Linked DNA regions of Mus musculus: all the other regions are linked to region 5. A link is a contact called in public HiChIP or PLAC-seq and promoter capture Hi-C data. All regions are on one chromosome and are shown on one strand. Each heading gives the region's core, a stretch centred on a gene start, on an enhancer-like site or on the middle of the called end of the contact. The rest is flanking DNA. Distances are from core to core; before and after follow the strand shown. Region 1 holds the start of Phf12 (PHD finger protein 12). Region 2 holds the start of Pipox (pipecolic acid oxidase). Region 3 holds the start of Tlcd1 (TLC domain containing 1). Region 4 holds the start of Fam222b (family with sequence similarity 222, member B). Region 5 holds the start of Cpd (carboxypeptidase D).

The links. Promoter capture Hi-C pulls out the DNA fragments that hold promoters and counts their contacts. HiChIP or PLAC-seq counts read pairs in DNA pulled down with a chosen protein or histone mark. Capture Hi-C pulls out chosen DNA fragments and counts their contacts.
Region 1: a contact with region 5 is called in an H3K27ac HiChIP or PLAC-seq map of T-cell acute lymphoblastic leukemia, with 4 times the contacts expected there. The contact joins the promoter of Phf12 here to the promoter of Cpd in region 5. A contact is called at or near these places in 3 of 39 promoter capture datasets (the C10 cell line, neutrophils and pre-B cells) and 1 of 115 datasets of contacts at active chromatin or transcription factors (T-cell acute lymphoblastic leukemia).
Region 2: a promoter capture Hi-C map of neural stem cells shows a contact between it and region 5. The contact joins the promoter of Pipox here to the promoter of Cpd in region 5.
Region 3: a promoter capture Hi-C map of adipose tissue shows a contact between it and region 5, with 2.7 times the contacts expected there. The contact joins the promoter of Tlcd1 here to the promoter of Cpd in region 5. A contact is called at or near these places in 1 of 39 promoter capture datasets (pre-B cells), 1 of 115 datasets of contacts at active chromatin or transcription factors (pancreatic cancer cells) and 1 of 9 other capture datasets (adipose tissue).
Region 4: a contact with region 5 is called in a promoter capture Hi-C map of pre-B cells, with 2.6 times the contacts expected there. The contact joins the promoter of Fam222b here to the promoter of Cpd in region 5. A contact is called at or near these places in 2 of 39 promoter capture datasets (the C10 cell line and pre-B cells).

Annotation. Positions count from the first base shown.
Region 1 is chr11:77,981,377-77,985,459 of GRCm38.p6, reverse strand. It overlaps Phf12 (PHD finger protein 12), which reads right to left and starts at 2,644. Exons shown (of 15, transcript NM_174852.3): 1 at 2,083-2,644; 2 at 1,263-1,444. The coding sequence starts at 2,148.
Region 2 is chr11:77,891,394-77,895,176 of GRCm38.p6, reverse strand. It overlaps Pipox (pipecolic acid oxidase), which reads left to right and starts at 1,305. Exons shown (of 8, transcript NM_008952.2): 1 at 1,305-1,510; 2 at 2,917-3,065. The coding sequence starts at 1,397.
Region 3 is chr11:78,176,806-78,180,811 of GRCm38.p6, reverse strand. Tlcd1 (TLC domain containing 1) reads right to left here and starts at 2,154. Exons shown (of 4, transcript NM_026708.2): 1 at 1,756-2,154; 2 at 1,360-1,442; 3 at 1,190-1,272; 4 at 1-865. The coding sequence starts at 1,949. The coding sequence ends at 482. Mir7653 (microRNA 7653) reads right to left here and starts at 1,985; the gene lies at 1,925-1,985.
Region 4 is chr11:78,091,945-78,096,128 of GRCm38.p6, reverse strand. Fam222b (family with sequence similarity 222, member B) reads right to left here and starts at 1,439. Exons shown (of 3, transcript NM_145430.3): 1 at 1,338-1,439.
Region 5 is chr11:76,844,841-76,849,121 of GRCm38.p6, reverse strand. It overlaps Cpd (carboxypeptidase D), which reads left to right and starts at 2,114. Exons shown (of 21, transcript NM_007754.2): 1 at 2,114-2,898. The coding sequence starts at 2,156.

The sequences.
Region 1 (4,083 bases), core at 1,395-3,894, 1.1 Mb before region 5:
AAAAAGGGCGGCACAAAACAAAGAACAGGAACCCCTCCTTTCCAATCAGAATGGGAACGAACAACCCCCCTACCCCACCCCAGGAGCCATCTTCTCCCAAGCACTAGCCTCGGGTCAACTGTTGCTGAACAGAACAAGAGGCTATCTGGGTTCAAAGTAGAGATGTGGGGTTTGTGTGCAGGGCAGAAAGGTGATCTTCTGGCAGAAGATAGTTTAAACTCTTTTGCAGGAGTGCTCTGGGCTGAGCGGCTGAGAAGGATCAAGCAGCGCAGCGGGTGATCAACCCAGCCCCACCCCCACCCCCTTCAGTTGGGGTGGGAGAGCTCACAGCTTTCCAGCTCTCAGCTGCTTAAAACTGCCTTTCCGGAGCCACCGAACACAATCCTGCCCCAGCAGCAAAGAATTTTGAGGCGAAGGGCTCGCTGAACCAGAGCAGAGAAGAGAAATCGGCGCCCAAGGGCAATTTTAATTGTCTAACCCGGCCCGATTTCCTAAGAGGCAGCAGCGGAGTAGGGAGGAGGGAAGGGGGAGGAGGGAGGCAGCACCGGAGTGGCAACAGGGGGCAAGATGCAGAGAAAGGGATCAAGCCTGCAGAGCCTAGCCCTGGTCCTCAAGAAGCTTCTGCAGAAAGGGCTCATGGGCTACCTCCACCGTTCTCCCGAAGACGTTTGCAAATCATATATGCAGCCAAAATGGCGCTGAGAATAAAAATATAATTTAAAGGCAGGTCGCCATATTGTAAACACAGAGGCAGAGAAGTGGTCTTGAGAGACACCATTCATGATTTCCTGCACCATCGTAAGCACCCGCTCTCCTGAGTCAGGACCAGGGTTAACTGGGTGGCCGAGGCTCCGCGCATTAAGCCCAAGGAGAGCCCAGCCAGGCAGGAGCCCTAAGGGCGGCGGGCGCGCGCGGCCGCCAAGCGGCACTGGACCTGGAGCTCCTCCCCTTCCTCCCCCGCCGCCGCCGCCGCCGCCGCCGCCGGCCGCACTCGGCCGCTCAGTCCCGGCTCCCAACCTACAACCAATCTCAGATGGGGCTCACCTCACTCCTCCCAACCCCCATCCCGGGGTCAAGACACGCCGCTGCTCCTTCCCGCAAATTGGCCGGATCCCGGCAAATACCAAGGGCGCAGAGGCGCTCGCCCCAGCGACTAGAGAGTCGGCTAGCGGCTGCAAGCTCCCGTTATTTCTACAGGCCTGGTGAAGGAATGTGCTGAGTAGGGTCTGCCAAGGGGCTCCAAAGGGGTCCCCAGCCCTTACCAGCACTGGAGGTGGAAGGCGGCAGGGCAGTGATCGCAGCACAAGAGATCCCCACCTTCCTTGCAGCTATCGCAGCTGTCGTGGTTGGTGGCCCTGCCGCTTCTCCGGGACTCCTTCTCGGGCTTCCGACTCCGCTTTTCTGCCTCGTCCGTCTTGGGGGGAGCCAGCAGAGCTTGGATTTGCTGCACACACATACAGACGGCATGTGTGCACATTCGGAGCTCCCGGGTAGCCCGTAGTCCCACCGGCGCCGCTTCTCCGTCACCCACCCCTCTTCCCCCTTTTGTCCTTCTTCCTCCCATCCAGGCTGCTTCCAGAACCTCTCGGTCCCCGGAATCAAGGGGAGCCCACCCTAACTGCGTTCCTGCAGCACAACAAGAAAAGCTCCTTCCAAATGGGGAGGACCAGGGTAGGGGGATGGGGAGAGGGTGCGCGGTTCTCTTCTTGCCACTTCCTTGTATGGACAGTGGGGGACTCCAAAGCCCGGCTCGGGAGAGGCCCGAAGCTTGGTACCCGGACGTGCAGGGGGAAGCACAAAGGGGCCGACAAGAAGGGGGTGGGGAGGCCTGCCGGTGCAATGAAATGGAGTGGGCTGAAGCCTCAGGGAGCGAATCGAGGGCGGCTGGTAGGTGAAACTGCTGCAGACGTCCTCGGAAGCTAAGCTCAGTCCCCCAAATTGCAAAGAGGGGAGGAAGAGACTGGGTGAGGAAGAACAACCCCCCCTTTTCCCGGCCCTCTGGCGCTTCGAGCTTAGGGCCGGCTTTGTGGGGCGGAGGTACCCTCCTGGCACTGGGGGGAAAAGGATGAGGGCCACTCTTACCTCCATCAGCCCCCCCGACGTGTCCAAGTCGTACACGATCGTCTTGGTCTCCATTTTCTCCCACATTCATCCACCTCTCGGGCTGGGCGCTCTCTGCTCCGGCCCCCCCAGCCCCGGGGGGAGGGGGGAGGAGGGGAAGGGGGCACCTCTGACCCCCGGTCCCCTTCTCTCTTCCCAACACAGGTTCCGACTTCCTCGCCCTGGCTCCCCCCCACCCCCCGGCCCCCAGTCCCTGGGACGGCAGCGTCCTCCCCACGGGCCGCGAGAGGGGAGCAACCCCTCAGCCCCGGCCCAGCGGCTGGCTGCACAGTGGATCCCGGCTCCGGGGGTCAGGCCTCGGCGGGGGCCTAGGCCCACAGGCTAAAGCTGGCGCTGGCGACCGCTGGTCCGGCCGGGAAGGCTAGCGGGCGCTGCCATCCCGGGCTTGGGGGACCGGAGGGGGGGGTGAGAGGTTAGGTGAGGTTGTGGTTCGTGAGGTGACTCTGGGGAGGATGATGGGGGGTGGTCCCCGGGCTCCGCCTCTCGCCGCCGCTGCCGTCTGCGTCCCGGCTGCCGCGCACTTGGCGCAAACTTACCGCGAGCGCCCGCAAAGCCACCCGCGCAGGCGCCCCGGGATCGCCGCTCGCCGCGCGCAACCGCAGTGACAGCCGGCGGCCTGGCTCCCGCGCAGCCGCGGTGATGGGGTACCCCCCGGCGCGCAGCCGCGCTGGCATTCGCCCGGAGCCCAGAAGCCCCGCCTCTCCGCCGTGCGCCGGCGTACTGCGATTGGAGGGCGGAACCTGAGGCCTCGCTTAGGCGCCTGGGAAAGCGCGTAGGGGTCACGGCGCAGCCGCAGGAACTGGAAGACGCATCACCCATTGGTGTTTGTGTGCGGACCACGGGCTCTGGTCCCGCGCAGGCGTGTTGGGTCGCCACCCTCCCGTCCCCTCACACAGCCGCCTCACGCGCAGGCGCGTTGTACCTGGAGGCCTGCACAAAAAAAAAAAAAAAAAAAAAAAGCTTCTCCTTTCGCCATTTTGGTAATGAGATTTGGGGCTACCATGCCCTTGGAGTCCTCAGTCACGACCAAGGAGGAGCGTGGGATGCTGTATGGAGCTGGTAGCTTTCGGCTGCAGCAGTACCCATATGGATGGTGTAGTGGACTGTTTGTCTCCAGTGTCAGGTGTGTCTGGACTAGGCCGCCATATTGGTAAAGAGGGAAAAAAAAAGCATTGCGACAAAAAAAAAAAAAAAAAAAGACGCTTTTGGTGGCAGATCGGATGACTGCTCTTTCCACTTCATTTCCACTCTCAGCACCTAATTTTAGCACGAGCATTGCTGCCTTGGGTCCCGATGGAACCCAAGATATTTCAAGCTGTTCTTACCCTCTCTTAACCACTGTCCCTGTGAACTACTCCGAAAGAGGAAGTCAAAAGCCCAAACAGTCCGTAATCCTGACAACGCCCAGCTACCTGCCTACAGCTGACTTCAATCCCCATCTTGCAACGCGCAGAGTTCAAAGGGTGAACGGGACCGCTTTGCACTCTGGTAGTTAGACTCGCGATGGATCTGATGGATTGTGGGAGTTGTAGTTCAGCCTTCAGGCGCTGCACTGGACCATAGGATGTACACGAAGAAAAGCCTGCCGGGAAAGGATACTTTTGAGAGCTGCCGTATTGCACACTGGGGTTTGTAGTTTGAGCCCCTCACCTCGCATTCTGAGCAGAGAGACATACCTCTCTTTGGGTGTGCGCTGTTATGCCCTTGTTATCACTTTCCAATATGGACAGATACTCTGCCTAATTGCGAATGAATGAACCCCACTAGGCATTAATTAACACTGGTGACATGCAGCTATGTCCTGCCGTTTCTTTCTTTCGTTTGTTCGTTCTGTTAAGACAGTCTTACTCCGCAGCCCTAGAACTTGTTATGTAGACTAGATAGGTCATGAACTCACAGAAATCCGACTGCTTCTGCCTCCGGTCCCATTTCTGGGATCGACGTGTGCTACTACGCCTGGAA
Region 2 (3,783 bases), core at 56-2,555, 1.0 Mb before region 5:
ACTGGGTCAGGTCATGGGTGGTTAGTTTGTCTGGACACAAGGTCCAAAATGGCTTCTCTTCCTATGTGTGACTTTTCTCATCTCTCTCTCTCACAGAGTGGCTGGACTTCTAACATGTTGGTTCAGGGTCTAAGAACGAGTGCTTCAACACAAGAAGATGTCCAAAGGCTTGGGTCAGAAAGAGGGTAGCAGTCACTGTATTCTATTGGGCAAGCATGTAATGGGAAAACCGACAGAGAACTTGAGGCTATCTCTAATCTGCTCAAAAAAAATGAGGATAAAAATACACACACACACATACAAAAAAAAAAAAAAATCCTGAGAATTTAATGAGATAATGTATTCCGAGGCAGATTTACCAGGAAGCTAATAAAACTTCAACCATGGGGCTCTCTAATTGAGCGGTCTCTTCGAAGTCCTGCCATCTAGTTTTGCATGACTAATTTTTTCTTTTTTTTTTTTTTTTCTCTTTTATTTTTAGTGCTGGGTGCTAAACCCAGGACCCCGAACATGCCAAACACAAAAGTCTACCGCTGAGCTAAGCCTCCAGGCCCCTTTCCCCTTTTATCTTAAAATGGACCCCCAAAGTGTATAAGAATCAGGACCTGCCAACCCTGGCTCTGTCCCCAGTGCCTGTAACAATCCCCATTGAGCCTGCTGCCTGGCACAGAAGGCTTCTCTGCACATGGCCCCTGTGTGTGCTGGCTGGTGCCTGGTTCCCCGTGTGCCTGAGGACAAGGTTCTTCCTCGCACTGTCCTTTCCTGGATTTTTTTTTTTCCTCTTCAGGATCATTTATTGTCCTTTTTTCAACATGAAAGTAAAACACACTGAGAATGATTTCATAATCACAAAACTGCCCTCCCAGTTGGCCCCTGCATCTACCCCCTGACCTCGCCACCCACCAGGGAGGAGGGCCATACCCTGGGCATCCTGCCAAGTTCTTGGCTGGCCGGGTAGCTCTCTGGAGGAAATCAAGCTGCAGAGAGGGAAGCCAGCAGGGGGAGGCAGCATTCCCGGGGCCCAGCTTGGTCTGGGAGGCATTGAAATTCCGGGCAAAGTCCTGAGACAAAGATCATAATGAGACAGGAAGGTGGCATGGGAAGGCGCCATTTGCATGACAATAATTGAGCCAAGAATAGCAAACTGGAGGGATGCAAGGGTGAGGCTAGCAGCTGAGCTGGGCGAAACCTCACAAATCAGTCCACCCAGCTCTGCTCTGCAGGGGGAGGCGGAGGCTGAGCCCTGTGCCAGGCTTTTTGGGGAGGGAAAGAAAGACAAGGACATGAGCCCCAAGGGATTGTGGGAACTCTAGTTTAGCTGGACTTTGCCTCCCTCCTCCCCCTGTAGCCTGGAGGTGCCTTTGTTTGCCTTCTCTTCAGTGGGCTTTGTGGCATCATGGCTGCTCAGACAGATTTCTGGGATGCTATTGTGATTGGAGCAGGCATCCAGGGCTGCTTTACCGCGTACCACCTGGCCAAACACTCCAAGAGCGTCCTCCTGCTGGAGCAGGTACACTGTGCCTTCTGCCCTTCTGCTATATAAGACTGTCCCCTCTTCTTTCCTCTCCTAGGGAGGGCTTTCCAGAATTTTTGGGCTATAAGTGAAGCCAAACGGTCAGACATCAGGAATTCTGTGCACTTCGTAGCTTCGTAGCCACTTCACGTGGATCTTGACAATGCAAAGAAAATTCCCACCCTTAAGTCCACGTGAGGTTTCTTGGTATACTCTTTTAAGTCTCTTAGTTCTTGCCCCGGATCAAGAAGTGTCCCACTTCTTTTCATTCTTGCAACCCTGTCTTGTCTTTGCCCACATGGTTGATACAACCAGAAAAAGAATCAATTCTGCTCTGGGTAACCTTAAATAAAGACAGTTTTGCCTAGAGGCAAAGGCTGATGTACCAGCTTTGGAGAAAGCTGCGTTTTCTCAGCTGCTCCTTCCAGAACCTAGCAGGAGCTGCTGTTGAATTCTTCCACCTTTGGGTAACAGCGACCTCCTCACTTGATGCCCGGGAACTAAGACACAGGTCGTCTTTCCTTAAAGGAAAAGTGATCACATGACTGCTTCAAATGAGGGTGGCACTGGGACCCTGCAGGGCCCCTCAGGGGTGGGGCCTATGCAATCTGTCAAGTTGAGTTTTCTACCCCTGTGGCTTCTTCCTTTCCATTCTGCCTTGCAGCTCTCTGAGCAGGTTACCACATCCTGGGAATTGTCTTCAGTTCCTCTGTTTTCCCAAAGCCCAAGGGATTTCTGTTACAACCTGCAGGAAAACCTCCATTTTGCTTCACCCCGCACCCCCCTAATCCTAAGATTGCTCCCTTATCCTGGGTACCTGAAGGCTCAGTGAGATGACATCCTTTTCCTGATCCGGAAAACCATGGGGCTCGATTTGCATAATCTGGAAGGTTTTCTGACTCTGCTTTTCTAGGCATCTAAGCAGGGTGTGAATTCAGTGGGATAATAGAAGGTTATTAACAAATGGATGGGTGGCTGCCAGGGCTATTTACAAAAGGAAAAATTTAGTCAGTGCTGAGGTACTATTGCTAACCAGAATGCCTGGCCAATCAGTGGGCCTCAAGGAGACCTGGAAGTATGGAAATATTTGAAAATATCTAGGCCTGGCGATGAGCACCTGAAAATCCCAGTTGCTCAGGAGACCAATGTAGGGGGATTGCAAGCTTAAGGCCTGCCTGGGCTACATAACATGACAGTGACTCAAATAAGAAATAAAAAGAGGTCTAGGGCAATAGATAGCTCATCTGCAGGGCACCTACTTGCCTCCTTTGTGCAAGGCCAGAGGTCTAGGCCCCAGGATTAGAAAGGAACCATTTGAAGCCTAAGATGGCTCCTAAAGAACAAAGGGAAGGCTGAGCCAAAGGGCAGTGACTTCCATTGTCTTTCTTGTCTTTCTTGTCAAGTTCTTTCTTCCCCATTCCCGAGGAAGCTCACATGGACAGAGCCGCATAATCAGAAAGGCTTATCCAGAGGACTTCTACACGATGATGATGAAGGAATGTTATCAGACATGGGCCCAGCTGGAGCGTGAAGCCGGAACCCAGTTACACAGGTGGGCGAGGGAGGAAGACCAGGAACACAGGGGACCCATCCCTCCAGGTGCTTTGAATGTGTGATGCTGTAAGGTGTGAACTTGAAATGCAACTGGAGGGACACAAGCCCAGGAGGGAGGTGCCAGTCATGTGGAGGCCTTCTGCTCACTGTCACAGATGCTGCTGGCCTCTGTACCTTTGAGTTCCAGGCCTGGTTAGATCCTGTGACCAAGGCTCTTACAGGTTGTTTTCTGAAAACTTAGAGGATGACCATGGACAGGTATCTAGAGCAGGCCTGCGCAAAGCCTTCCAGAGCCATCTTATAGGGCCTGCGTCAAAATCTATATAATTTTTTTGTTTTTTGTTTTTTGTTTTTTGAGATGGTTTCTCTGTGTAGCCCCGGCTGTCCTGGAACTCACTCTGTAGACCAGGCTGGCCTCGAACTCAGAAATCTGCCTGCCTCTGCCTCCCAAGTGCTGGGATTAAAGGCGTTAGCCACCACCGCCCGGCTAAAATCTATATTCTAACTCATGTCCTAACTTAAAAAATAGTATGTATAATGTATGTGTATGGATGTTTTGCCTACATACTTATATGTGCAACTACATATGTGCCTGGTGCCCAGAAAGGTCAAAAGAGAGTATTCAACCTTGGAACTGGAGTTACAGACAGTTGTGAGCTGCCATGTGGGTGCTAGGAATTGAACCTTGATTTTCTGCAAGAGCAACAAATACTCTT
Region 3 (4,006 bases), core at 905-3,404, 1.3 Mb before region 5:
CCCAATGGGGACACATGATGATGCAGTCCCCATGCTAGCTCAGTACCAGGGTCATTTATTATAGACAGGTGTTGGTTCTCCTGGGACACTGCTCCATCACAGGCTCAAAGGACAAGCTTTACAAGAATTCCTTCCCTGCTACAGGCTGGTGTGAAACCAATACCAGGGTTTGGAAGAGCAGAGGGGTTATTTTAGAATTGTCAGCATCCATTTCAGGGCAGTATGGGTTGGCAGGCTTTTGGACAGTGTCTTGTCCTCACCCATTTAGCCATGCCCAACCGGTTGGTCTGCTTCCCTCAACCCTTGCCCAAGAACAGGACTTCAGAGAGCTTTCATTAGTGTTTTCAATAGTGTGGGTGTAAGCTTAAGGTGGAAAGGCTGGCCCCAGAATACACCCAAGCTTGGGGCAGAGTACTAGTTTATGTTACAGAGCAATTGGCTGTGCTTGCCATCCCTTTTACAAGTCCTGGGTTCTACTTTCTCACTCAGTCAAGAATTTGTCTTTTTGTTGGCGCCTGGGTGCACGTTCAGGGCAGAAATCAGAGCGGAGGAGGCGAGAAAAGTAGATGATTATCATCAAGTCCAGCATGAGCAGGATGGCCAACAAGAATGTGCCCAGGGTCCTCTGGCCAGCATACTGTAGGAAGAACTTGGTGAGGTAGGCCTGAGGGGCCAATCGGAAGAGGAAGTACATGACCAAGTTGATATACTTGTTGACCTTGTAGAGGAGGAGATCCTGAGCATTGTTTATCTTCATCATCATCCTTAAGGTGAGGAAGATGTTGCTGACCTCTACCAGTAGTGTTAAGACGCCACCACCAACAAATCTTTTCCAAAAGATACCAGAGAAGAAGGCGCCCATAGCCTAGGGGACAAGTGACAGAACAAGGGCCCATGAAAACAGGTCATATCAGTCGGAAGCTGAGGAACACCAACTTTACTGCTAAGGTTTCTTTATTCACTAGCGTTAGACTTTGTCCACGAGGGTCTAACTCTGTATGACATCCTGGTCTGTTTACCTAGATAGTAGATAGGCCTAGGCACTCTGCTGTCCCCAGAAGGTGTTTAAACATTGAGAGAGTCTTAGGCAACTTAGAAGTCAGACGCTGCTGGGTTAAGATGGCCTCCCTCCCTGGCTCCAGGGGTTGTGAAGATTTTGCCTGTGTCATTTCACCGGGTTCTCCCTTACCATGACATGATGAACAAGGTATTCCCAAGAAGCTCGAGTTTGCTTGCTAACCACAATGTCCACTGTGTCGTGGATAAAGTATCCTAGTGGAGAGGTAGGGAAAGAGGAAAAGACTGAACACTTTGAAATTATCTTCCAATCTAATCTTAACCTTCTTGGGCATAACCTACCTGCAGAGAAGCAAACAAGCAAATAGCCAGAAGCTGACCACGCTGTTTCAATCTCCACCAGCATTTCAGGGGTTTGCCATAAGCTGGAATAGAGAAAAGGGATGTTCTCGCGGTTGTAGCCTCCCGGAGGACCCTCGCCTCCCCCAACAGTCTTGCCAGTCCCAGGGTGCTCTGTGCGCCTACTATTGGCTGGTTGAAGAGTAAGGAGGGACTTGGCCAAAGCCCAGGTACCTTGGGTTTCCCACAGCCGTTCTTGGTTGGGTAGTTTTCCAAACGGAATCAGGTGAGATCCTTGGCGTCTGTTCACCCGTGATGGGAATAGCAAGAGGGAGCCCAGTCCGAGCACCCCGCGAAAGATCCCACGGCCATCTCATTTACCCCGGGTTGTTCACTCACCACAGCAGTGCCCAGATCCCTGATACAATGGAGTGGGTGAAAGAGACGAGTAGGTTGTGCCAACGCCAGGTGCGCAGGGGGTCGGTTTGCACGTGTGCAGGCTGGGGCAGGCGACAGAGCACGCGCCGGAGTGCCCGGAAGGTCAGCGTGGCGCCCAGGAGCAGCGGCCAGGCGGGGTGGAACAGTAGGGGCATGCTGACCCTTCCTGCCGTCTGTCTGTCCGCCCCTTAAGCCGTCTCCTCCGACAGTTCTGGGAACACCGTTCCTTCTCTGGCCAGCGCGCCACGATCGTTTCTGCCGCGGGCCGCCAGCCCCACAGTTTCGCGGAGCCCTCAAGGCCCCTTCGCTCCTCCCCGCGTTCCCAGTGAGGCCTCTGCCCGCCCCTGCCGCCCTCGCCCCCGCCCCGCCCCGCCGCCTGCCCCCGCCCCTCGGGCGCCTCTGCCGCGAGGAGGGCGCGAGGCCGGTGTCCCCCAGGGCCCCGCCCGGAATCGGCCGACTTCGAGCGCGAAGGGGCTGTCCTCGCCATCGTTGCCGAGGCACCCTGTCTGGCGCCTCCCGACATCCGAAGGCGTCCTCGGCCGCCCTCGTGCGTACGGCCCCACTAGCCCACTTCCCGACTTTCTCTGCCGCCACCAGCTCCTACACCCTGGGCAGGTTCTGCGAGAACGCTCCTCTCTCAACTCTTTCAGGGCAGAGCTGGGCGGGACCGTCGCACAGACCGGGCTGCTGAACGCTAAACCCGGGGGCTCAGGAGCGCCGCCTCAGACCACGGCTCCGCCCAGACTCGATTCCTCTCTTGGACCGGGATCGACGTGTTTACCTGCTTCTCCCGCGCCCCGCACGAGTGGTGCTTAGGAACTGTTGAGTCACCCACCATCACCACACTTCTCCCCATCGTTCTTGGGCTCCTGGAACACAGCGGTTGTCACAGTCCTCCCTCAGACAGTCCCAACCCTCTTCTGGCTCCTTGGAGGCTGGGGCGGGGAAGGCTGCCGATTTGCCCAGACAGCTGGGGTGACCCTCTCTCCAGGGCAGCGGCCTGGAGTAGATGCGGCTTCTGGCCACTAGGTGTCAGTCTGTCCTCACTGTGATGCGGGATCCAAGCCCGCCTCCACTCCAGAGAGTAAGGCAGTTGCTCTGCGGAGCGGGATCGGCAGACCAGGAGAAAAGGAGCAACCCAGAGGCGGTGCTGAATGAAGGGAGTGTGCCTTTGGGAGGTGGAAGTGGACAACGAGGGCAAAAAGTGGGGACTAGGAGAACGGTGTTTCAAGATGTTGAGGGGCAAAAGCCCAAGCTCAGACTCCCAGGCACCTATGCCTTTTGGGTATTTGCTGCCTTCCCTGATGGTTCCAGGGTTACACATTAACTCCCAGAGGTCCCCAGGGTCACTCAAGGCCCATTCGGTTACTAAGTGATAGCACGATGTAATGTTTTGTGTGAGCGTTTTACCCCAGCACTCCCTCTTTGCTTCCCCAGCCAACTCCGGCCTGAGCCAGTGACCACAGGTTCCCTCCACGTAGGCTAGTTTGGGGCGGGGCAGGGACAAAAAATAAACAACCCTTCTCTCGCCCACTGAGAAATAGGAACGTTGTTAGCTAAGGACCACCTCCTGAATACTGACATTTTATAACTCCCTTAGAGCTGCAGGCGTCATGAAGAAGTCAGGATTTCATTCATCCTGGTCGAAACCCTAGCAGCGATACCAACCAGCCCACTATTTCTGGACAGAAGCATAGAACCTTCTCTGGGTTTCCCCCTACCGCGACGCTATAAGTTTTGAGTAAAGCTCCGAGTCCCCCTACGGCAGCGTTTTGTGCGGATTCTGAGAAACCGAGAGCACTGTGCTCAGTAGTTGTTACAACCAAGAGACCACGTCATGTACTCTTCAGGTGAATCAGTTTGTCCAACTGGGGTTTTCCCGGTCCCTCCCTCGGCAAACACCAAATAACGCCGCTCCTCTCCCCACACAGACCGGCTCGGTTTTGGTGGTTTATACTTTACGTGCCAATCATGAGAATCCCTTTATCTTTCTGAGGTAGTGCCAACTCGTCCCGGACAGTGGGGACTGTATCGATCTTCGCATTCCACTCGCATTAGACCTCTGAAAGAACAATCTTGTTTTTTTGCCGGGCAACATAAGTGGGCGCCTTATCGCTCCAGTCTAACTACCTATGCCCAAGTCACGCGTGTGCGATGTGGCTGGTACGGTTCTGAGCACTGAGGGACTCGTCAAGAAACCCAGAACGACTAT
Region 4 (4,184 bases), core at 190-2,689, 1.2 Mb before region 5:
AGGCTGTGGCAGGGGTACTGAAAATTCAAGGGCAGCCTAGGTAATGTAGTGGCACCGTCTCAATTAAAACAAAACAAAACAAAATGGGCTGGTGATAGGGCACTTGCCTAGCACACTCAAAACCCAGGCTCAGGTTCCAGCATCAAGTAGAGGCTGGGGAGATAAATGGCTCAGTTAATAAACTGCTTGGCACACAAGCATTAACAGAGGAGCCCTCCCGAATCTCAGCCAGGTACGCCTATAACCCCAGCTACTGGGGAAACAGAGGCAAGACTGTTAATTCAAACTCAACTAGTGCTTGAATTCAAGACCAGCATAAGCAAGTTAGTGAAACTTAGTCTCAAAATAAAAAGCAAAAGGAAGGCTGAGAACATAGCTCAGTGCTTCAGGCTGTATTTGCTTCCTCTTGGGTCAGAAGCTGCATACCATGTAAAAAGGCACAGGAGTAGGGTACTTTTCCTATTCAATTTGACAGAGAATTTGTCACACCACGGAAGAAAGTGCTATTTCTACAGATGATCTGCTGTACTTATGCAGGGTGCACATATTTTTGTCTACTGAGGTTTTACAAATATGCTTTGTTTTGATGGAGAAATCAGTTACTCCATTAATAACCATAGAGTCTAAAATCTGATCGTATTGCTGGTACATACTAGCATCCGTATAGTATTTCCAATCTATAGGTTTCATAAGCTCTCTCAACCAATATATGAAGCTTACAAAAGCCCAGCATTTAATGCTGGATCTTCCAGAGAACCAGAAAGGTTAAGTGGGTCCTATCCAAGGTTATCGATCAGGTTTATCTGTGCTGGACTTGGTTCCAAACCTGACTCCATGTCCTTAGCTCTTTAACCTAGATTCCTCCTGAATTTAAACAGAGCTTCCGACTCCCAAGCTTTACCCAGGGCACATCATAACTCCAGTGACCAGTCCTTCTCTGACTGGTTCAGAGTGGACTTCTTCAGCTCCAGCACGGCTTTTATTTTCCACCACCCTTCCCCCCCAGCAACCATTCTCTGAAAGAAGCGGAAAGGGAGAGGCGACCCAAAGCTCCTGGGGGAAGGGATGATGACAAACCAGACAGCGCGAGGCACTGGTCCTGCCGTGTGCGCCCTCACTCCACGAAACGCAACCCCTTCCCTCCGCCAAGCTGTCCAGCTCTGGGACTCATGACCTAATCATCCATGCTCCAAATGCTCCACCATCATCACCTCAAACTATCCCTCCCCCACGACCTCCGTCCCCGACAAGTAGAAGCCACCCCGCTAGTCAGGGTGTCCTTCCACCACGCCATATCTGCATTCCTTAGAGTCCACTACCCTTAAACCACCACTCACTGTCGGTGACTGGGCCCGGCCCTCATGGCTGCTCCGTTGTCGCCGGTCGCCGCCACTGCTGCTCCACGCCCCAGCCTCTCAATCACAGCCGCCGTCCGGACTGGCCGGGAGCTGCTTCTGCGCCTGCGCAGCCCGGATTGCCCGGGGCCCTCTCCGGCAGTCAGCGCCTGCGCACCTCGCTCCGGGGACGTCTTTATCATTGCCTGATGTCCTGCTTCTCTGGGTCTCAAGTGGGCATGGCCGCTCGCTGGCCTTGGATATTTTAGGTCTTAGGGAATGTGGCTACTGAGCCTTCCTTTTAGGCCTCTAGAATATCTTGCCTAAATTACTAAAGTCTTGAATTGAGATTTATCCCACCAGAATTCTGGATCCTGCCTGCACTTAAAGACCAAATCTTTTAGGCGTGGAAGAAATTGCAGACTCGTTCCCTACTGTACATCTCTGACTACGGAGTCAGATCTTTTTGCAAACCGATAAAGAAGACCTTTATCCCTGTGTAGTAGTAGCACGTACCCAACAGTACTTGAAATATTAATACTTACGATTATGAGCGACTGGACGGACATCGATCCTAGTAGCCAAACTTCAGTCCTCTGCATCAGCAGCGAGTGCTCATAGTCGCTGAACATTTCTCCAGCCCCTATACAACTATATTTTTTTTTAAAGATTTATTTATTTATTATATGTAAGTACACTGTAGCTGTCTTCAGACACTCCAGAAGAGGGCGTCAGATCTTGTTACAGATGGTTGTGAGCCACCATGTGGTTGCTGGGATTTGAACTCTGGACCTTCGGAAGAACAGTCGGGTGCTCTTACCCACTGAGCCATCTCACCAGCCCATACAACTATATTTAATGGAACTCTTAAGTGTTTAATAAACTAACACCCGGACGGAATGGAGCACTCCATGAATCTTTGCAGAGGCAGGAGGATTTCTGTGAGTTTGAGGCTCTCCTGATCTACAGATGAAGTTCTAGGATATCCAGAGCTACATTTTTAAAAGAATTTGGGCTCTGGAGAGATGGCTCAGTGGTTAAGAGCACTGACTGCTCTTCCAGAGGTCCTGAGTTCAAATCCCAGCAACCACGTGGTAGCTCACAACCATCTGTAATGGGATCCAACACTCTCTTCTGGTGTGTCTGAGGACAGCTATAGTGTACTCATAAAATAAATAAATCAATCTTAAAAAAAAAAAAAAGAAATTGGTGTTACTTCTTTCTGTCTTTTTTTTTTTTTTTTTTTTTCAGAGAAGTACCCAGGAACCCGAAGGGTTTTCATGAAATGCTTACAAATGTATTAATACTGAGGTGATGATGACAACTTTGGCTATATAAGACAGAATCTCACTAGTATCCCAGACTGGTCTTGAATCCCATATGTAGTCCATGGTGGCCTTGAATTTGTGATCCTCCTGCCTCAGCCTCCTGAATAACAACATTACAGGCCTGAGCTACATTCCTGTCAGAGGCTTCTGTCTTTTAAAAATGTAAGTTGGTTGCTACAAATTGCTATGAACTAATTGGTATCTAATACAGTATACACAGGTGCAAATTTAATGAGTGAGTTGCCTCCTAACTGGTCTGGGATAGAGGGACTCAAATTTAATTAGGGTTGCTCACATAAGCCTTGGGGACTTGCTGATTACAGGAGTATGGTCAACTTACCAGTGGCTGGACAAAATGTGTCTCAGTTTCTTTCTTTTTCTTTTTCATTTTTCTCTTTTATTTTTTCTTTTGTCTTTAAAATGTCTTCCAGAGGCTGCAGAACTGGCTCAGTGTTTTAGAGCCCTTGTTACTATTCCTAGCACCTACACAGTGGTTCACAAACATCCAAAACTCCACTTCCAGATGTCCACTTCTGACCTCCTCAAGCAAAGCACCAGGCACACATATGGAGCACATACATACACACAGGCAAAACACTCATACACATAAAATAAAATCTGAAAATATCTTCCACATAACTATAAGCATTCCTCCAATATTTTCTGCATGTTTTTTTTAATATTTGTTTTATATGTGTTAGGTTTCAATCCTAGGACAATTAGCTGAAGTGCCTATTTAACATATCAAAGCAGATGCTGGCCTCCAGATTCTCCCTTTAATCACTCAGTCCCCCCTACCTGTTACTGAGCCCTCCTGGCTGGCATACCCTGCCCTCCACCCTGAACTCTCCAGCCCAGGAAAGCCCACTTGCTTGCTTGCTCTCTCTCTCTCTCTCTCTCTCTCTCTCCCTCTCTCTCTCTTCCTTCCTTCCTTCCTTCCTTTTCTTTTTGATTCACTAAGTACGGACACTTTGTCTGCATGTATATCTGTGTGTGTACCATGTGAACGCCTGATGTGCTTGAAGACCAGAAGCCTGTGAGCTAGTGCCTAGCTTGAAAGATGTAGCACTATTTATTTATTCAAAGTGATGCGTGTTTGTAATCTCTGCACTTTGGAAGCTGCCAGAAGGGCTGTCTCAAATTGAGATTGAAACCACCCTAAGAAAAATAGCAAGAACCAAGCCAACCAGAGCCACATAACAAAGTCCTGTTTAAAAAGAAAGAAAAAGCTCTGGAGAGATGGCTCAGCTGTTAAGAGCACTGACTGCTCTTCTGAAGGTCCTGAGTTCAATTCCCAGCAACCACATGGTGACTCACAACCATCTGTAATGGGATCTGATGCCCTCTTCTGGTGTGTCTGAAGACAGTGACAGTGTTCTCACATATATAGAATAAATAAATTAAAGAAAGAAAGAAAGGAAATGGTTTGTGTTAAGTCCAAAATCATTGCACACTTGGCACCAAAAGAGAACTACACAGCCAAGGATGATTGAGAGTTTATGTGACATTACTTCCTGATGAG
Region 5 (4,281 bases), core at 865-3,364:
AGAAGAGGCTCTGGGAGGATGCAGAGACCACCTGTCTAGAGGATGCTGAAGCCAACTGAATTGACTGCTAGATGCACTATCAACCTGTTGTACTGCCTGCAAGTTATGTAGTGCCCTCCAGTTTTCCAGTTTATGAGCCATCGCCCATGTGGAGTGGGCTTTTGGCGATGCAGCTATTGTCTTTGAGTGATTTCTGCTCCTGTAAGCAACCCCTGACTCATATTCCTGTAAGTAACATCAATAAAATTCATTGATTCACCAAGTTGAATTTTAGTAGTATCCTTGCTTTGGTCTGTCATTGGTTCCATATCTGTGGTGAGCAGACATTTGTTCATGTCTCTGCAGGAATAGTTTCACACAGCACTGCTTGTTACCATGGCAATGTTCAATTTGGAGCCAGCCTGCCATCCTCTCTCTGGGTCCGCAGGAACTGTCCCATTTCACCCCTAAAGTCATTTCCAGCCATTTCTTTCCATTTCCACCAGCTCCATCCTTGTTCAAGGACTCAGTACCTTCTTGGATTATGTGCTTCTTGTGGGTCTCTTGGCCTCATGTTTAAGATTGCCTATTCTGTTCTTCAAGTTACTGCCAGGGGGAGATTTTTCTAAATTAGCTTCAAACCCATCCTTGGCTCTTTATTGATACCTCTGTGATCCCCTTCACCAGTAACCTGAACCTACAAACAATTCTAGAACACCTAGGCTCTGCTCGTAAACTTTCCAACCTCCCGTGCATGCTCCTCCTTCTATCCAGAATTCTTCACTCCCATCTTGGCTTCTTCCCTAGCTTCTTGGTTGCCTTCTCCTCAGACTGAATGAGGTTTTCCTCAGGAATGTCCCCACAGATGTATTGCATTGTTCATCCCTGCATTGGATCTCTAACTATGCAAGCAATGCCTTGCTTCCCAGCTTCTAGCTTTGACAGACACCAATTACTCAATAAATACTCAGTAATCAGTGAATTCCACGGGCTCTATGAAGATTCAATTAGAGTTCAGAAACTCGAACCATCCAGCACCGAAAGAAGGGAATGATAATGGTTATCACAATTATGTCATTAGATGGGTTAGAATTTCACGCTTGATAAAAGGATTGCCAAACTTCAAATTTCTTCAAGCTAACGTGATTAAACTTTACTTGGAAGGTTAGGTTTTTCTGGACTTACCCAAATACCTTGGGGGAAGTACACTTGCCAAGCAGGTATTTCTAGACATGGCAAATCTATCTCTTAAAGACAGCATTCCAAAACTATAGCTATGGCTGTATAGAGGTGATCTAGATGCTCCTACTCAAAAGAAGTGTGAGAGGAGGGTAAGGTCACTAAAAAACGATATCTCCTCAGTGAGAGCAGAGACCAGCACACAAAGAAGATAGTTACAATCCAACACTTTTGAATGGCCAATTAAGACCACATTAAGACAGAGGGCGCCTACTATGGAAGTTTCCACTTAATAAAGGAGATACCTAGTCACGCGACAAATCAAAAATAGAATTGATTGCTTTATGAGGTGTCTCATTCTCTTCAACTGCATGTAGGCAGATGGGCTCAAGCCCAGGCAGAACCGATCAAGGGGGATGGGGGGGGGGCGGGGAGGAAGGTGCAAAGGAGATGGGACTAAGGAGGTCTTTGATTCTCCAAGGAGATTAAGATTCTTTCTAACTTCCTGATTTTCTCAAGAGTCCTTTAATCTTTGGAACCTTTCGATTCTTTTGATTACTGACTCTAAAGCATTAAAGCGTAGCTAAGAAATGCTGCAACGAAGAAGGGGGCTAGTAAAAGCTCTCAGAGAATTTCAGAGGAGAAGCCATAAAGAAGAGACTGAGCAAAAAACAAAACAAAACAAAACAAAACAAAACAAAACGAGAGAAGTAGAAGAGGAAATAGGGAGGCGGGAAGACAGAGGGTAGAACCTTAGTGGAGGAAAGGAAAGCGACTAAAGTCCCTAAGGACTGGAGTGGAGACACGCCCAGAGGGAAAATCGTCCGCTTTAAGGAAAGCCCCGCCCCCTAGAGTGACACCCAAGCATTCAAGGCTACGATTGGCTAAGGCTGGAAGGCGGGATGGGGTTGCTAGGCGCGGAGGGGATCCGGCGGGCTGCCGCCTCCCGGAGTGTGGAGCCGCTGGAGCGGAGCGGTATTAGCGGCGTTGCTGGAAGATGGCGAGCGGCCGGGATGAGCGGCCGCCCTGGCGGCTGGGACGCCTGCGTCTGCTGCCGCCGCCACCGCTGCTGCTGCTGCTGCTGCTACTGAGGAGCTCGGCCCAGGCGGCGCACATCAAGAAGGCTGAGGCGACCACGACAACCGTTGGCGGCTCCGAGGCGGCCGAGGGCCAGTTTGACCACTACTACCACGAAGCGGCGCTGGGCGAGGCGCTGGAAGCGGCGGCGGCCGCGGGGCCACCCGGCCTGGCGCGTCTCTTCAGCATCGGCAGCTCGGTGGAGGGCCGGCCGCTGTGGGTGCTGCGCCTCACAGCGGGCCTGGGGCCGCCGCCCACCGCCGCCGCGGGGCTGGACGCCGCGGGGCCGCTGCTGCCCGGCCGGCCGCAGGTGAAGCTGGTGGGTAACATGCACGGCGACGAGACGGTGTCACGCCAGGTGTTGGTCTACCTGGCCCGCGAGCTGGCGTCGGGCTACCGCCGCGGGGACCCGCGCCTGGTCCGCCTGCTCAACACCACCGACGTGTATTTGCTGCCCAGCCTGAACCCGGATGGCTTCGAACGTGCCCGCGAGGGTGACTGCGGCCTCGGCGACAGCGGCCCGCCTGGGACCAGCGGCCGTGACAACAGCCGAGGCCGCGACCTCAACCGCAGCTTCCCTGACCAGTTCAGCACCGGCGAGCCACCTTCCCTGGATGAGGTGCCGGAGGTGCGCGCCCTCATCGACTGGATCCGCAGGAACAAGTAAGCGTTGCCTGACTGCTTTCGGTCCCACGTGAGCCTTCGAGGCCAGGAGGCTTATTTTGACAGCCAGCAGGCGCCCAAACAGTGCTTGCCAGCCTAAGGGGTCGGGGGCAGTCGGTGTGGAGAGTGACACCCAGTAACTGGAACGGAGGCCAGGTTGCAGTACCTCTTCCTCTTGCTAACTGTAAAGAAGCCTGCTTGTGGCTGTCATTTGTGCAGGGCAAGCCGGGGGGCTTTTTCCCCCCTCCCATTCTATCCCTATTTTTGAAAGACCATCGTATATGAGCAACGGGTACGGATTTTAAGGATTCCTAAGTTAGCACCTTCATTATGTATGTAGCTAAGCTTGTCACTAGAAGCACTGTGGCAAGCACTTTCTGCGACTGCATTATGTCACTCGATGTTGACCACAACCGGGCGACCTAGACACCACTCATATCCTCTAGACACCACTGGTACTCTTGTTTTGCATACGGGGAAATTGAAGGGCAGACTGGTTGACTAACATCGGGGAATCTAAGCCTGGTTACTCAGTGCTCCACTGCCAGGGAGACAGAATGTAGTTCAGAAATAGCAAACGACACCCCCAGTCACTTCCTCTGCTACTGGATAGAAACCCATTCTCCTGCCTTTACTTCTGATTTTGCTTAGGGGAGTATGGAATAAGGGGAAACCCCCACAGATCAGAACTGCTTCATTTCTGATGCCAGCTGTACTCTTTCTTACTGCGGTAGTACAGCCAGACATTGACATCGGTAACATTTAAGCACCCTGTGGGGTTTTATATTTTTGGTTGTGAGCCTAGCCTTTAACGGGCTGAGCCAGCTCTCCAGCCCGCGTGGGGTTTTAAAAGGTAAAAAGTAGAAGTATGAGGACCTTCAAAACCTAGTATGTAACAAGAGCTGTTATAACTACATATGAGAGGTTTACTCAGTTAAAACTTGACAGAAACTGTGCCCCATGACAAAATGTGCATGAGCTGCAAACATATCTCTTGGAGAGGGGCTATGATCTAACTCTTCAGAGATGAATAGTAAGAGGAAGGAGGAATGGAGGAAGATGGTACTTACTCCAGATAGAGTCTTCTTGTCTGAAGTAAACCTGTACCTCTTTCCTTTCTAGAGCACCAGCTGTGCCAGCATATTCCCTATGTGTATCTTCGTAAGGCTTTTGAGGGCGGTAGTTGGGATCTTTGTATCATGAGTTGAAGGTTTTTTTGACTGGCAGATGAGCTGAAGGTAAAGATGAAGAAAGACGTTTCTCTGTGAGACTTGGAATCATTTCTTATGTAGCCCAGACTGGCTACAGACAGGCTATGTAGCCAGGTATGACCTGAGCTCCTGATCTTCCTACTTTTGCCGTAGCTGAGATTACAGGCATGTG